3 separate regions of the Sus scrofa genome follow, and regions 1 and 2 are each linked to region 3. Evidence: chromatin contacts called from public HiChIP or PLAC-seq data. All regions are on one chromosome and are shown on one strand. The core of a region is the stretch at or near the end of the contact, and the rest is flanking DNA. Distances in the headings are between cores, read along the strand shown.

Region 1 (3,536 bases), core at 770-3,269, 74 kb after region 3:
CTCACTATTATCTTGTTGGGGAGAAGTGTTAAGTTGACCTGTCCAGAAGCCTGATCTTGTTAGGGTCCCAGAATCAGTCATATTAGATAGTTTGACTTGTAACTACCTTCTCTAGTGACCAAAGCCAGAGTGCCAATAGACTAATTCATGATGAAAAAAACAAAACTGTCAAGCCTCTTAAACATTTCAGTTGGCTAGTTTTTCTCTGTAGGAAATATAGTTGGAAGAGGGAGTTTGGTGAGTTTTAAAACAGGGCAAGAGGAAATATTTTAAGATTCATATGTTCGTTGGTGTCAAGCTTTCAAATCCTGATGGCATTTATCTAAGTTAAATGTTTTAATGGTCTTAGAACTGTGAGATTTGTAGTAGTTTAATTAAGTGGTGATGATCTATCCATGTCTTCTATTTGAGTTTTCTATTCTTTTTCTGTAAAGGGGCTTTCTTTTATAGTATGCATAAATTATTATGCTTATAACTAAGCTACTTAGATTAACAACTTTTTGAAATGAATTAATTCTACTGTTAGATCAAGAAACTAAGCATTGGGAGTTCTCGTCATGGCACAGTGGTTAACAAATCCGACTAGGAACCATGAGGTTGTGGGTTCGATCCCTGGCCTTGCTCAGTGGGTGAAGGATCCGGCATTCCCGTGAGCTGTGGTGTAGGTCGCAGACGTGGCTTGGATCTGGTGTTGCTGTGGCTCTGGCGTAGGTCAGTGGCTATGGCTCCAATTAGACCCCTAGCCTGGGAATCTCCATAACTGGGTGAGCGGCCCTAGAAAAGGTAAAAAGACAAAAAAAAAAAAAGAAAAAAGACAGTAAGCATTGTAAATAGCGGTATAGGAGTTTTGCCATTAAGTCTTTAGAAATAACTTTAAATGTACTTTAAAGCATGTATGTTTTAAATTAAATTTAGAATTAAACAGTATTCTGCAGATTTCATCCCTCATTAGGCCTTTGCATTTCTAATGGGAACTCAGCTTCGAGTTCCTAGTTTTTTTAAAATAAAAAAGCTAGTAGGAATATTATTTTATTTATAGGAATTTTTTGTAGCATGTCTTTTCAAGGAAATATTTATTTTATTTATCAAATCTTGGTATCTTTCTCATCTATTTGTTGTTCTTGTTCACACCCTTGGCATGCTGAAGTTCCCAGGACAGGGATTAAACAGCAGTGACCTCAGCCACAAGCAATGATAACTGCTGGATCCCCAACCTGCTGAGCCACCAAGGAACTCCCTTTCTCATCACTTTTATTTTTTACTTCACTTTCATGATTTTCTTTGGATTATTTGGATCTTAAAGCATTAAGCACATAACCAGATAGTAAGGATTTTAATCAGCACCAAAAATACCCTTGAAAGATTTAAAGAAAATTTTTAACTTCTACATATGTATGGAATTAATTTGAATTTAACTGATACCGAGCTTGGTTAATTAGAAATCAGCATTGGAGCTTAGGTTTCATACTTTAGTTTTTATTTTTCAAAAGCCCTGAAATCATATGCTCTTTTTCTTATTGTTTAAAATAGGAAAATATAGATAAAAATTTGGTTTTCATCTGAACTGAGTAGTGATGTATCTTTGTTAGAATTTTGATTATTGGGATTGTTTTGGAAAAAGATCCTTTTTTTAAGTTATCAGTTAGCTGAAGTTTTTTTTAAATTGCTAACCCAAATAAAAATAGCTCAAAGCAAATTTTTCTTTATTTTCTAATGAAAAATATGATTAGAAATAGTAATCAAAGGAAGTATACATTCATATCAGGATGCTTGCAGCTTATCACTTTTAGAGGATATTAATCTAATAATAGAATAATATTTGTAATTTGTACAGACTTAAAAGTGAAATTTTCCTATTTTAAGAATAGAATAACTCCATGATTTTCATAAAAATAATGCTAAATCTAAAATTTCTGTTAAAATTGTTGAAACAACAGCACTGTGAAATACATACTACTGAGTATGTATATCATAGGAGAATACTGCCACCTTGTGTGTATGTGATGCTATTTTATGTCTTTCTCTTTTTTTTTTTTTTTTGGTTATGCCAGATATAATACGTTTTTTCACTATTTGGTACTGTGGCCAGATGTATAAATGTGTAAAACATTGGAGTTTTTTGGTGTGTGTGTGTGGTAAAATCAATCCAGTTTTTTTTTTTTTTTTTTTCACTTGATTGGAGGGGTCGTCATGTGTTTTGTTCTAAGAATTGAAAAATCTGAGAGATCAGTCTGGTTAATTGAACTGTATGGTTAGTTGAGAATTGAATTATTTGAATCTTCAGTGCTTGTGGGATCCTTATTCTGAGTAGCACAATTAAATTCATAGTCTTACAGATAAAGGGAATACAAATCATTGTGCTTCCTGACATAACCAAATTCCTTGATTTTTAAATATTTTCCTTTCCGTCACTTCCGGAAGAATGACTATAATAATAACACGTAGTAGTGCTTAGAAAAATAGTAATGTGATGAAGAAAAGGTTCCTTTAAATCATTTTGGTTACCTAAGAGCATGACATAGTGAGTTTCAGATATTCCTCTCTAAAGAGTAAGAATGACAAGACTGGGAGATCGTTTTCTGATACAACTAGGTTAGCACTTCTCTGGGTACAAGTTTCTTCATCTGAAAAATGAGCAATTGAACTGAATGGCTTCTGAGAACCTCTGTAGCTTTAGAATTCTATGACCATGTAAAGTTTTACTCTAATTTTTGAAATGTTAGTACTATGATGCCCCTTAGTGTACTCATTACATTCTTCTATATAAGAAGTTAAAGCTTAATATAATCACATAATTGTGTTTAACAGTCATAGAAAATGTTAGTAATTTGAGGGGATACGTGTATATAAAAGTTTAAAACCGGAAGCCTAGGAAATTTGCCTACTATTTATTTAACATATGGGGTACTTTGAAAGTCTTGGGAGTTTGCATTGTGGGTAACGAACCTGACTAGTATCCATGAGAATGTGGCTTTGATCCCTAGCCCCTAGCAGTGGGTTAAGGATGTGGCATTGACCTGAGCTGCAGTATAGGTCACAGACGTGGCTTGGATCCCACGGATCCCATGTTGCTGTGGCTGTGGTGTAGGCCGGCAGCTGCAGCTTGGATTAGATTGCTAGCCTCAGCCCTAAAAAACAAAAACAGCAAAAAACAAAAAAAGAAAATGTCAGAAGATTCGTTTGGGGGTAACTTAGATTTTTACTATACACTATTTAAGCAACATTGCATTTTTTTTGGAGATACAAATGTGTTACAAATGCCTGCATTTCAACTTCTGGAAAGCCTCTAATAGTTGGTATTAATATGGCAAGGCCCATATTTTAGGCAGAATTTTGAAGTTCTTTATTACCCAACTCAACAATTTAAGTTCAAGAGTCTTAAGTTTGTAAATCTCTTTGTTTTTCAGCATACTGCAACTGGAATGTGATTATTAGAAGAAAACATTGAGCAATGTTTTAAAGCAGGCTCATCTACAGTTCCAATGCTCTGGATTTGATACTGTTTAAGGTGTTTTACAGTTTGTTTTTGTATAGGG
Region 2 (3,974 bases), core at 199-2,698, 120 kb before region 3:
TTGACTGAAGTCAAATACTTCTCGACTTACTCCAAGGTCTATATCTTGCCTCCAAAGTATGTCAATCAAATCCATGTCCTGTGTTTAAAACAGAAAAAGAAGGAGAGAGGCCATAGTTAAAAATTTAGTTTTATTTTTAATTGATGTATATTTAATTTACAGTGTTAATTTCTGCACCAGCTTCACATTTGTTTTCTCATTACATTAGGCCGAAAAGAAGTCAGTTCTATCTCCTCTGTTCTAATTAATGGGATTTAGTTGTTCAACTGATTCAGTGGCTCCAGCTGATTTCAGTGGCAGAGAAGGTTGACCACTGTGGCTGGGGGCCAAGGTTTGGGGGAATTAAAATGGTTTTTAAATGGCGGATACCACATAATTTACACTGTCATTGCTGATGGTGGCGGGTAGGGAGATAACAAAATCTGAATGGAAACACAGATCACTTAATTCATTTTATCGTAGTAGTAGTATTTTGCTTTTGGGGCTGCACCTGCAGCATATGGAGGTTGCCATGCTAGAGGTGGAACCGGAGCTGTAGCTGCCAGCCTTCACCACAGCCACAGCAAGGCAGGATCCGAGCCATGTCTTTGACCTACACCACAGCTTTCCCACAACGTCGAATCCCTGACCCGCTGAGCACAGGCAGGGCTCAAACCCGCAGCCTCATGGATAGTTGGATTCGTTTCCGATGTGCCACAGTAGGAACTCCCTGTGTCTATTCATTTTTTTAAAAACCACTTACACAGCCATCCATTAATCACTTATTGGCTTATTAACAATTTGGGTACAGCAGAGACCACTAAAAGCAAAGTAACAAATTTTGCACATAAACGTTGAGTTAAATCCCACCCTTGTTTAACAGGATATAAAAATCAGTGCATACACACCAAGCACTGGTTTATTATGAGAAACGGTGTTTGGAAAACATGATTGAATAGGTGGAATTTTTCTAAACTTGCTCAGCAAATAGCCAATTTACAGGAGTGGGGGAAGAATCCAAGTTAAAGACTAGCAGTCAGTCAGTCTAGCAGTTGTGAAATATTCTTTTGCTCTTTCCTACAGTTGATTATCTTTTTTCTGTCCTTTCTTTTTACTAACTTTTATATTATTAAAAACCATTTTGGGAGTTCCCGTTGTGGCTCTGCGGTTAACGAACCATGAGTTCGCAGGTTTAATCCTTGGCCTCACTCAGTGGGTTAAGGATCCAGTGTTGCCATGAGCTGTGGTGTAGGTTGCAGACATGGCTTGGATCTGTATTGCTGTGGCGAAGGCCGGCAGCCACAGCTCTGCTTTGCCCCCTAGCCTGGGAGCTTCCACATGCCTTGGCTGTGGCCCTAAAAAGACAAAAACAGAAAGCAAAACAAAAAAACCATTTCGTCTTGTAGTTCCCACTGTGGCGAAACTTAATGGGCGGCATCTTGGGAGCACTGGGTTAAGGATCCAGCATTGCTGCAGCCACAGCTTAGGTCATGACTGTGGTTCAGATCTGATCCCTGGCTTGGGAACTCTATATGCTGAAAGTGAAAAATACAAACATTCCCTCTTGCTTTGACTTTTAGCTCCTGGGGTATGAACAAATTAGTTAAGTCCTAGCAAATGGTAATATGATGTGTGGGTAAGGCAAGAGATTCTCCAAAGAATTGAGAAAGGAGCAGTGTCCACTAGCCTCACTCTTGAGAAACAGTAAGTGATCCTCTTAATAATAACAAACCACACATGCTCCAAGGAAGGATGAAAGGTATTGACATTTAAGATATGAGGGGACTCTTAAAAGGGAATTGGTAGACACAGCAAGCACAAACATCAAACTTTGTGCCGCGGTTCTGATCATGGCTGGCAGCATCAGACAGCCAATGCATCCACAGCTCTACTACTTTCAGGCTCCGAAGGACAAAAACAGCATGGCTGTTGCTGCAGTGAGCAGTCAGGCTATTTCTCCCAATAAAGGCTGAACAGACCTCCCAGCCAACTGGACTGTAGAAACCACTTGATTGAAAGTTGGTGTTAGAATCTCAGATGCTGTGAAAACCCTGCTCATGAGGTTCGTTAATCTAGCTTTAAACAGTTAATATACAGTACAAAGCACACAACAGTAGGTATAGTTAAAACAGTATCTGTAGCTCTTGAGAACTGGCTTTCTGTACATCCCAAGCATTGTTCTAAATACTTTAGATATACAAACCATGAAAATCACATAAAGATAACATGTATCCCTGTTTTACAGATAAGCGTATTGAGGTTTAAAAAGAAGAGATACTACTAGAAAGTGCCAGGCAGCCTCAAACCTGGACTCAGGCTTTTTTAACCATTAGCCTACACTAAAAATATGAAACCCGATCACTGGATGATGGTTCCTAAATTGGACAGGATATAAAAACCGTTGTATATACAGACTTTGCCTTGACATCTTGGTGGTGTGAAGAAGTGGTCACTTTACAGAAGGCTGTATAGAGCAAATATCCCCTGGCTTATTTTCCTGGCAACAGTAAAAAAATAGAAATCATAGAGCATTCAGTCATACATGGCTATCTTCTCAGGGGACTCCCCACTTTAAAAAAACCGTGAGCAGAATTCCCATTTTAAACATAATTTGTTTCCATTTTAATGGACATGTTTACCCAAAGGCCCAACAGAAAGGTCAAAGATATAAAGAGAAACCTACTTTAAAATTCTAATTAGGTTGGGAGCCATCTCTTCTAAGTGAATCAAGATATAGCTGAGTATCTTGTCTGGGCCCTTCTCCAGGGCCCTTCTCCAAACTGGAGCTAACGGACTCAGGTGCTAAGGAGACAGAGCATACTCGCCCCTACTTAACAAATGCTAGCGCTACAAATTAAAAGCATATTCATGCAGTCTCAGTTGAACTCCAGTGTCTCAAAGTAAGCAGTACCTGTTCTATCCCCTAAAAAACTGACATGGAAAGCACATTGAGTTCTTCGGAAGATCTACAATAGAGAAACCCAAATACTTGTTCGTGCTCCTGGGGGCCGCTCGGACACATCTCTCCTCCATGTTCTCCAGACTGCCTCGGCTTGAGGAGTCGTCTTAGGAGATCCCAGGATAAAAACCAGTACCCAGTTTTGACTTTTTGGCCACCCCAGCAGCATATGGAAGTCACCCGGCCAGGAACTGAATCTGAACTGCATCTGTGACCTACACTGTGGCAACACCAGATTCTTAACTCACTCTGCTGGTCTGGGGATTCAAACCCACACCTCCGCAGTGACCCAAGCCACTGCAGTTGGATTCCTAACCCACTGCACCACAGCGGGAACTCCCAGGTTTGACTTTTTCATAAAAGAACTGAAAGAGCACTGAAGAATTTCTGTTGGAAACACCTTACAAGTATGACTATTCCAAAGCATCCCTAGAACCCAGAACTGTCAGCTGAAGAAAAGTTTCTAATGTAATTTACTCTAAAATTATTGGTGGCAGTCACACCCAGAGTTGATATAACTGTTTTATCCTTTTCCCTTCCCTTTCTCCCCATCAATGAGATGTCTTGAGTGGATTCATACGATTTGGTTATAAACTCGCAACTATAACTGTTCTACCCCTGCTATACAGATGTTGGTGGATCTAATGAGACATGTAGAAGAAATTTCTCTATAAATGTATATGCAAATGTTGTTATACACCCTGAACAGAGATGGGTCCCACCACTTATCCTTTTTTTTTTTTTTTTTTTTTTTTGCTTTTTAGGGCTGCACACTAGGAATATGGATGTTCCCAGGCTAAGGGTCAAACTGGAGCTACAGCTACAGGCCTACGCCACATCCAGAATGACACGGGATCTGAGGCGAACCTGCAACCTACACCGTAGCTCACGGCAATGCCAGATCCTTAACCCACTGAGCGAAGCCAGGGATGGAACCTGTAACCTCATGGTTCCTAGTCAGATTCATTTCCCCTGTGCCACGACGAGAACTACCCCACTGCTTATCTTCGGTGAGACCAAACTCCAGACCAAAGGA
Region 3 (3,612 bases), core at 560-3,059:
CTCTCCCTTCTCTCAGTTTAATAACCAGATATTTTCAGCTTTACCTGATTCTACTCCTATAATTAAGATCTAATAATGAAAATGAAGGTATAAGGCATGGATTTGCAGGACAGGCCTCAAATTTAACATCATTCAGATTTAATGTATCAGTAAGCACCTGGAACGTAAGAAAAAGATGTAATACATAACATCCACAAAATCACAAGGGATATACTGAAGACATGTTCCAGTGTTTACCTGCTGGGGCTTATATTCAAGGCTGAGCTATGTACCTTGACAGCCACAGTAGGATAAACATTTACAGATTCTTTCTGTGCTTAAATATGGACATTAGTAAAACAAGGAAACATGTTCTTTTTTTTTTTTTTTTTTTTTTTTGTCTTTTTAGGGCCACACCTGCAGCATATGGAGGTCCCCAGGCTAGGGGTCGAATCGGAGCTGTAAGCTGTTGGCCTACGCTCAGTTTCTAAGGGTCAATAGCAAGGCCAGAGATCGAACCTGCATCCTCATGGATACTAGTCAGATTCATTTCTGCTGAGCCACAAGGGGAACTCCAAGGAAACATATTCTATCAAATGACATAAAATGATATCAAAAATTAGGGAAAGGGGGAGTTCCTGTCGTGGCACAGTGGAAACAAATCCAACTGGGAACCATGAGGTTGTGAGTTCAATCCCCGGCCTCACTCAGTGGGTTGAGGATCGGCATTGCTGTTAGCTGTGGTGTAGTTCCTAGATGCGGCTCCAATCTGGCACTGCTGTGGCTGTGGTGTAGGCTGAAGCTATAGCTCTGATTAGACCCCTAGCCTGGGAACCTCCATATGCCACTAGTGTGGCCCTAAAAAGACAAAAAAAAAAAAAAAAAAAAAAAAAAAAAAAAAAAAAAATTAGGGAAAGGGCTTAGGCTACCAAAACTTTAGAGAAATCCAAAAAGGATTTTAAATGGATTTTTATTTTTAACCATCCTGGGACACAATTTGGACCTAAATAAATGTCAAATAAACCTAGTATAATAATTTTTGAAGATCTATTCTTCACAACAGACAAATAATACACTGCAAGAACCACGGCTGCCCCTGACATTTGTGGGGCCGAGGGAAAGTACAAATGGAGGTCTAGATCCCATATCTAACTATGTAAAAGTTACAAATAAAATGTTCTATTTTCCTAACTCGATAACCCTATCTTCCTAATGATCCGAAGAACAAGTTTTAATGTGTAATTCTTGAACTTTTTGGAGTCCTGCAATAGGACATAGAGGCATGGGGTTTGCTGGACTCCAGGCTGCAGCTGCCCCTCTTCTCTTCTCTTCCCATCCCTGGCTCTGACCAAGAAAAGCCTCTCATGCAGGAGTGTGGCTGCCCCAGACCACACATCCACACATCCCCTGGCAACCCTCATGCTGAAGAGTGGGTGTACTGTTGGCATGTCTGCCCTTGAGAGGAGAGAACCAGGAAGGAAGTGTAGGCAGGCCTGGAAATTGGGCTTGGAGCACTGGGGCTAGGAAATGCTCCGAAGTGGTCCAAGGTACTCGGAGTGTGGTCTAGAGGGAACTGATGTGAGTTCTGATGGGAGTATTCTCTTGGTCCCAGTCTTTTCATCCTGTGGTGAGGGGCACAGCCAGGGAGGGTCAGAACAGGGCCCTCTAAAAGCTGAAAGGGTATATCAGAGGAGCCCAGAGCATTCTGGAATGTGATAATTAGTCTAAGACACAGAATCCTGGCACATACCTCAGGCCTGCTTTAGCAGGAGGCAGGAGGCCAGATCAAGCTTGTCCAGACAGGGAAGAGGGATCATGCCTCACTTGCCCTGGAGGGTTCAAAGAAGCTTATCAATTCCTGGCTAAGAAAAACAGCCCAACCTGGGAGAGACTGCCCAGATCTGAATGCTGATTTAGTTAATGATTTAAAGGGGCATTCACCTTTTTATTTTATGGGGAAAATATCTAAAAGATTCGGGTGTTACTTTTATCAGGACCATTGAACTCTGTCCTCCTTGCTGTGAGCCCTACCCCTCCCTGCCCTCCACTGTTCTCAGAGCACAAGGGACCCATCAGCCTTCAAGTGTCTTCCTCTTAGCATGTTATGAGTGTTAATGATTTTAGCAATAATCCTGATTACTGCCCTCATCCCTTTGGCCATTCATGGCCTCCTGTTTTCGTATTCCCCATCCCAAATGAAATCTACCATGTATGCACTTTCTGTTTCTGCTTTAAAGCAGAAGATGTTGCTGGGGAAAATTTAGAAATCTGATCCAAACCAATGTCAGCTGACCATTCCAGCTGAGCCCTCACCACCAACAGGCAATCGCTGGATTTTTCAATCAAGATAGATGCCTTCCGGGAGTTCCCATTGCGGCTCAGCAGTAATTAAGCTGACTAGTATCCATGAGGATGTGGGTTTGATCCCTGGCCTCACTCAGTGGGTTAAGGATCTGGCATTGCAGTAAGCTGTGGTGTAGGTTGCAGATGCAGTTTGAATCCCGAGTTGCTGTGGCTGAGGTGTAGGCCAGCAGCTGTAGCTCCAATTTGATCCCTAGCCTGGGAATTTCCACATGCCATGGGTGCGTCCCTAAAAAGACCAAAAAAAAAAAAAAAAAAAAAAAAAAAAAAAGATAGATACCTTCCCCCCTCCTTTTCTACATCTTTCCTACTGCCCTCAAGCTACAATGGCACCTCCTGCACGTTGTTCTCATCTTGTAGGATGGAAGAGATCAAGACTCCATAACTTGAGCCTCCTCTTTCTGCGTATTCTCTGCCAAGAAATATTTACACAAGATAATTCCTTTTCTCCTTCCCTCTCATTTCAGAGGGAGAAGGGGACCCTCTCCTTTCTAGGTCTGTTTTCCTCTTAAGTCCTGGAGTCCGTGGATTCCTACTCTCTGCAAACCTACACATGGTTCCCTCTCTATTCTATATCTTCTGTTTCTTAGCATGCTAGTTTTCTTACTTACTCTTCACCATTTCAAAATCTCCTATTTCTTGGCCTCTCTTCTACTCCTCCTCCCAATCTATCAGTGCCTTCCTGGCTCGTTTCTATCACTGTTGAGCCTAGTGCCATTGCCTATCACTTCGAACATTTTTTTTTCATTGCACTGTCAATTTCCTTGGTGCTTGGTCCTTCTGTCCCATCTCCCAGCAAATTACAAGTCTTGGATCAATTGACCACCAATTTTTTCAGCTCTTACCATTAATACCCCACGTTATTAAAGAAAATCACACAATTACGTGGACTAGTGCCAATAGCAATTTTGATCTCTTGCTGGTTATACTCTCAAGAGGTAATAATTCTTCTACTTGCCCTTCTTTGCTTAATCCCCTCTCCTACTTCCCTTGGTAATAAATCTAATCCTATGGCATGCTCAATCCCTACCCTTTTATTCATTATCTTCCAATCATTTCCTTTCTTCTTTCCTTCCTCCCTCTCTTTGTTTCACATTCGCCAATACCTGAGATGTACCTTATATTCTTCTTTCTTTTCTTCTACCCAATCCAGTCAGTAGCTACATCCTGTAGATCTCCCCTCCCATATATTTCTTAAATTTCACCCTCTCCTTTTAATTTTGTCATTTTCTTAATTCAGGCACTCACCATCTCTGCTGGCCCTTTTCAGTT

The links. HiChIP or PLAC-seq counts read pairs in DNA pulled down with a chosen protein or histone mark.
Region 1: an H3K27ac HiChIP or PLAC-seq map of alveolar macrophages shows a contact between it and region 3. The contact joins two enhancer-like sites. A contact is called at or near these places in 1 of 5 promoter capture datasets (liver), 20 of 47 Hi-C or Micro-C datasets (adipose tissue, alveolar macrophages, embryonic fibroblasts and 11 more) and 2 of 2 datasets of contacts at active chromatin or transcription factors (alveolar macrophages and skeletal muscle).
Region 2: an H3K27ac HiChIP or PLAC-seq map of alveolar macrophages shows a contact between it and region 3. The contact joins two enhancer-like sites. A contact is called at or near these places in 4 of 47 Hi-C or Micro-C datasets (embryonic fibroblasts, epiblast stem cells, fibroblasts and 1 more) and 2 of 2 datasets of contacts at active chromatin or transcription factors (alveolar macrophages and skeletal muscle).

The regions. Positions count from the first base shown.
Region 1 is chr15:83,174,427-83,177,962 of Sscrofa11.1, forward strand. All of the region lies in intron 1 of AGPS (alkyldihydroxyacetonephosphate synthase, peroxisomal), which reads left to right. Among named protein-coding and RNA genes, the nearest start is that of NFE2L2, 30 kb to the left of the region's middle. Within about 2 kb of position 2,020, at least 5 of the 83 cell types and tissues checked have an H3K27ac peak or open chromatin away from gene starts, as enhancers often do. A contact at or near this core is called in alveolar macrophages, where this site is marked.
Region 2 is chr15:82,977,878-82,981,851 of Sscrofa11.1, forward strand. It overlaps NFE2L2 (nuclear factor erythroid 2-related factor 2), which reads right to left. Exons shown (of 7, transcript XM_021075131.1): 4 at 1-78. The coding sequence starts at 75. Among named protein-coding and RNA genes, the nearest start is that of HNRNPA3, 22 kb to the left of the region's middle. Within about 2 kb of position 1,449, at least 2 of the 83 cell types and tissues checked have an H3K27ac peak or open chromatin away from gene starts, as enhancers often do. A contact at or near this core is called in alveolar macrophages, where this site is marked.
Region 3 is chr15:83,100,237-83,103,848 of Sscrofa11.1, forward strand. The region is part of intron 2 of NFE2L2 (nuclear factor erythroid 2-related factor 2); the gene reads right to left. Among named protein-coding and RNA genes, the nearest start is that of AGPS, 44 kb to the right of the region's middle. Within about 2 kb of position 1,810, at least 14 of the 83 cell types and tissues checked have an H3K27ac peak or open chromatin away from gene starts, as enhancers often do. A contact at or near this core is called in alveolar macrophages, where this site is marked.